2 separate regions of the Mus musculus genome follow, and region 2 is linked to region 1. The links are chromatin contacts, called in public Hi-C maps. All regions are on one chromosome and are shown on one strand. Each heading gives the region's core, a stretch centred on a gene start, on an enhancer-like site or on the middle of the called end of the contact. The rest is flanking DNA. Distances are from core to core; before and after follow the strand shown.

Evidence for each region. Hi-C and Micro-C count contacts between places; a contact is called where the count stands out from the background.
Region 2: a contact with region 1 is called in a Hi-C map of granulocyte-monocyte progenitors, with 2.4 times the contacts expected there. The contact joins two enhancer-like sites. A contact is called at or near these places in 3 of 484 Hi-C or Micro-C datasets (cerebral cortex, granulocyte-monocyte progenitors and spermatogonial stem cells) and 1 of 115 datasets of contacts at active chromatin or transcription factors (microglia).

Annotation. Positions count from the first base shown.
Region 1 is chr8:57,435,061-57,437,725 of GRCm38.p6, reverse strand. No RefSeq gene overlaps it. Among named protein-coding and RNA genes, the nearest start is that of Scrg1, 20 kb to the left of the region's middle. Within about 2 kb of position 1,350, at least 71 of the 459 cell types and tissues checked have an H3K27ac peak or open chromatin away from gene starts, as enhancers often do. A contact at or near this core is called in granulocyte-monocyte progenitors, where this site is marked.
Region 2 is chr8:57,591,478-57,594,142 of GRCm38.p6, reverse strand. The region is part of intron 1 of Galnt7 (polypeptide N-acetylgalactosaminyltransferase 7); the gene reads left to right. Among named protein-coding and RNA genes, the nearest start is that of Gm25379, 43 kb to the right of the region's middle. Within about 2 kb of position 1,327, at least 61 of the 459 cell types and tissues checked have an H3K27ac peak or open chromatin away from gene starts, as enhancers often do. A contact at or near this core is called in granulocyte-monocyte progenitors, where this site is marked.

The sequences.
Region 1 (2,665 bases), core at 101-2,600:
AGGGACACTTGGCAAATACTTTTCAAATGGCAGATATTTAGGGTCTCTGTAAATATTTATGGAATGAAGGGCTGTCTGGCTTATCACTGTTCTTGCAAAGTTTCCAAGAACCTGACACTGGAGAGTAAATTTCCCTAGGACTGCTTACCGTGGTGGTTCTCAACTTCCCAATGCTGGGTCCCTTTCATACAGCTCCTTATGTATGGCGACCCCCAACCATAAAATTATTTTCATTGCTACTTCATAACTGTAATTTTGCTGCTGCTATGGATCATAATGTAAATATCTGATATGCAGGATATCTGATATGCCAGCCCATGAGAGGGTCATTTGAGCGCCTCCCCTCAGGGTGTCGGGACCCACAGGTTGAGAAACACTGGTTTATAGGCCTATGTGTGATGGTTTGTTCGCAGGAGCATAAATTTGTCCCAGTGATTATATCACTGGAGGACAAAGCTCCTCCATCCCCAGCAGCCATTCACTGAGTCTACAACCTTGAGGGTTAGTGGATCCATGAGCATCTCCCTGGCTCATGACAGGCTGTTAATGGATCTGACCTTGTGTGGGGAATCTGACTGAGTGAGGACCCTTTGCTGAGTTTGGTAGACCCATCCCCAGAAGCAAATGGTAAGTACAATTTTCACTTGTAAAGTCCATAATTCCCTAAATTGACCAGGCCGAGATGGGTTTCAGTATTCTCACACTCCACCAAATAAAGCCCCCTCCCTGAGCCCCCTCCCCCAGTCCACATTGTCTGATCTGAAGACGATGTGCAGAGTAATTGGCAACATTTATGGCTGCAAACGTTTTGTAAATAAATGCTACAAATTTCTATTAGTCAATCAACCGATACAGATCTTAAAGGATTTATTTGTAATATTTAACTAAACTAAACTATTTTGTCATGAATGTGCGTATACTTCAATCTGTCTCAGAAAGAAAGACGTTCATTAAATCATCTCCATATTTTCTAAGGCACTACTGAATTGTTAGAATTACCGGCATGATCTTATGCGTGACAGGTTTCAGTTAGCGAGAAAACTTCAGCGCAGGCTTTCGTTCCCGGGTGGCTAGTGCTGTCAGTGTGGCTGGGTAGCAGAAGCAGCCTGTTGCAGATGGTGTCAGAGCAGGGAGACCACTGACCATGATCTGCACCCAGGGCTCCTCTAATCCAGGAGTTTTCTTTTGGGTCCTAATCAAGTGCTCCGTCTCCATCTTTCTGCGCCATGGGTGCATCTGGACAGATGCTCAAAGGGCTTGCATCTTAGGAAAGGCAAGCACAGCTTAGATTTTGGCTCTGGGACTCCTGACACTATACACTCCTATGGGCGTGCATACAGTTTCCTTGGGGTTGACTCCGTGAGTTGCATTTCAAAGACGGCCTGGCATCACAAGGAAACCACTTTTACTTGCTCCATTTCCTGGAGCCTACAACTGGCAAAACGCCCAGGACAAGATGTATTCAATTCAAGCCCAAAGCAGCCTCGTTAGGAGAAGCAGATGGCCCACCTAAGGTGAAGAAATTACTTTCTTGTGGGGGAACGGCGGGGAGTTTGCTCACATCTTCTCTCAGAAGGTGGGAATGTTGGGTGGCAAAATAAATAAAACACGTAACAAATGCAACCAAATGCATCCCACAGATGAACAGAATAACTGTTGCGGAACAAGGCTATGGGGGGCATCCTCCCGCCTCCTGGCAGACTGGGGGCATTTGTCACATATGTTTTAAAGCTCCAAGATCTTGAAGACCTTCCGTCAGAACAGCTAGCAGAGTCAAGATGTAACTGAAGAGACCACGAGCTCTGCTGCTTCTGTGGAAGTGGGGCGAACAGGCGGGGAAGAGCAGGCAGGGACGAGCAGGAGTTAGACACCCGTACCTGCTCAGGAGAGGGGAAACTGGGTAGCGGAGGTTTGAGTTGCGGGTTTTTTTCCTCCCCAGGCCCCATTTATATGGTGCTGAATGACCCCTGGGGCTTCAGGTGCATCAGCAAGCTTTCTGCTCAGTTCGCTGCACCCTTAGCCTGGCAGTGTCTTGCTGGATTTCTAACAAACATTTTGCAGATTAGAGAGAAACTTCTGAGAATTAGTGTCTAGGTTACCCGGGAAGCACATTTCCTCAGAAGGCTGTTCAGCCACAGATGAAACACATCTCAGGGTTTTCTAGTTTTGTTTTGTTTTGTTTTGGTTTTTTGCTCTGAATCTTTGTTCATAAGAAATATCTTTACTGGATGGGGAAGATAGCTCAGTGGTTAAGAGCACTGACTGTTTTTCCAGAGATCCTGAGTTCAACTCCCAGCAACCACATGGTGGCTCACAACCATCTGTGATGGGATCTGATGCCCTCTTCTGGTGTGTCTGAGGACAGCTACAGTGACTCATATAAATACAATAAAATAAATTAAAATAACTTACTTTAAAATTTTTCTTATTTATGAATTTAGACTCTTGCTGATAAGTAGGCTATATTTTCACCTAAGGAAACAAGTTTGGAGGTCACTAGATAAGTTTATTGCATATATGTTACAGACGAGTAAACCTAAATTTTTCAATGTTCTGATTAATTAATAATTAATTAATGATTATCTACTTATTTACCTGTGTGACTCAATTCAAATATGGATGTCATGGGACAACTTGTGGCACTCAGTGCTCTCCTTCCATCATA
Region 2 (2,665 bases), core at 78-2,577, 160 kb before region 1:
AGAGATTATAGTGTCAATACTTTTTTTGAGTGACTCCTGTCCTCTCAAGCTATAACTTTAATGTTGAAAGTTAAAAGTTATATTACTAAGACCTACTAAGATTACTAATACTTTAAGCATACAGCTTTTTAGAAAGTACAGTTTTAGTTGGAGAGAGTGTTTTATGCCTTTGATCCCAGAGCTCCTGGGGCAGAGGCAGGGTGGATTTCCATGAGTTCTCACAGTGTGTGTTTCAGGCCAGGCAGGGATGTGTAGTGCGCCCATGGTTTTGTTTTTTAAAAAGCATAGCTTCCATGGATTTAAACGGCTTTAGTTCTCATTTGGATATACTAAATTCTGCTCAGAGTTACACTGTATACTTCTGAATAAACAGAATGGATCTGTGACCCATCTTACTAATAATACTTTCAGCGATACTTGTAGACAACACCCAATCGTTGGAAAAAAAATCTAAAGTTCCAAAAGATCAAGCTTAAAAGTTAAATTACAAACAAACAAACAAACAAAGTTAGCCATAGTGACACATGCTTGCAATCTCAGCACTTGGATGTAAGAGGATCCGAAGTTCAAAATTATCCTTAGCTACATAGCAAGTTCCAGGCCAGCCTGAACCATGTCTCAAAGACCACCACCAACTACAAAACCACAAAATAATATTTTTATTTTTCTAAGGAGTCTGTTGTCGTTACTAATATAAACTTGTATTCAGAAATATTTTAAGTGAATATGTGTTCTGTAAAGAAGTTTATTTCTGTTCACTAGGATTGGATTCTGATAAAATAAAGTCATTATTTCCTGCCAGTTGCAATGTAGTTTTGCTGAAACCCGCTGGAAGAGCAGCCTGCCCTCAGAGTACTTGTGGTCTCGGTGTTCAGTGATGTGAGGGAGAGGGTCAGACCCTGCTAAGGGCTTTTCAAATGGAGATAGCTCTGAGAGCTGCCCACTGGCTGATTTAACAACTGGAACGTAGGCACAGATAGCATAATTATTATCAAAAGAGAGAATATACAGAAACGATGTCAGTCATTTGTGTGTGTGCTGTTTGTGTTTGCATATGTGTGTGTGCACATGTGTACGTGTATGCACTTGTGTGTGGAGGCCAGAGCTCCGTGTCAAGTGTCTTCCTACCTTTACTTTCCTTAAGACTTATTTATTTGTATGTTACATGTATGAGTGAGTGTTTTGCCTGCCAGGAGAGCTGGGTCAAACTGGATCTAGAGATATATTATGGGCCATTTCGAGCTGCAAGCTGTCATGTGAGTGCTAGGAACTGACCCAGTCTTCTGCAAGAACAGGAAGTACTCTTAACCTCTAAGCCAAGCCACCGCTCCAGCTCCCCGACCTCATGTTTTAGACAAAGGCCTCTTCTGAACCTAAAGCTTCCCCCACACACACACACACCCTTGGCTAAGGTGGCTAACCATTGCGCTTCAGGGATCCACCTGTCTCCTCCTCACAGGAGGCAGGTTACACCTGATTTTTTAACGTGGGTGCGGGGGATCTGAACTTAGGCCTTTATGCTTATGAGGGGAGCGTTTTATCCACTGAGTCACCTCCCAGACCTCGGGTCAGGCCTGGTGGTTTTCCATTTGTTTGCTTTTGTAAGAAACTGAATAGTGGGAAGAAACTTGCTAAACTCCTGTTTAGTTTCTTAGATGATTTTAAGTACTTAAAAGGAACATCGGCGGTTTCCACTCAGAGCATCCAGGGCTCATGGTTTACCTGAAGGAAAAGTCTTGGATGGATTAGAAGCTCCTGGGGTGAGTGTGTGCACCGTTGTCATCGTTACACAGGGAATCCGGTGTCCAGGAGCTGGTACTAAAAAAGATGTTTGGACCAGACACCAGAAAATGGAGATACTTTTAGATAACCTTATCGACTTTATCATTACTTGTCGAGTTGATTACCGAACACTAGTGGACATTTTCTACTGAGTAAATGGTATTTTCAGTACATTTGATTTTCTTATGAAGTCAGGAAAAATTATCCTATTCTAACAACAGAAAAGAAAGGGTTAAAGCCAGTGCAAAGATCCAAGCCTTTAAGTGTGCCTTCTCGGACTGTTTTGTTGTAGCCCTGTGACTGATCACTATTAGGTTAGTGTGGATGGACACACCTCCTTTAAGAACAACAGATGAAGCTAGGCTAATCACACAGGCCTGTAATTCCAGTGACTCTAGAGACTGGGGGAGGAGGACACAAATTCAAGGCTTGCCTGGGCTCCAGAGTGAGTTCAGGCCTTCTTGGGCAGCATAGTGAGATTATCTCAGAAGAACAGGGTCTCAGTAGTAGAGAACTCACCTATCATATGCGAGGCCCTAGGTTTAGTCCCTTGTGTCCTTTGGACAAAAGGGAAAGACAAGAACACCAAAAGATATCCAGCTATGCAAGAAAGCCCAAAGCTGGCCGGGCCAGTTGCACAACAGTGAGATGCGTCGTGGTGCTCTGGTAGAATGGGAATCCAAAAGTACGATTTGGCCAAGTTTTTAGAAAGATGCGTATATTCACGTTTGTCACACAGTATAGGATAGAGCTGTATCATTGAATGTATTTTTGTTTTCCTTGGTGTGCCTGGGAACTTGGTAAAGCCTCTTTCCTGTGCTTAAACTGGCGGCAGTTACTCACAACCCTTGTGACTCTGGTTTCTATAGCGTGTGGGCAGTTT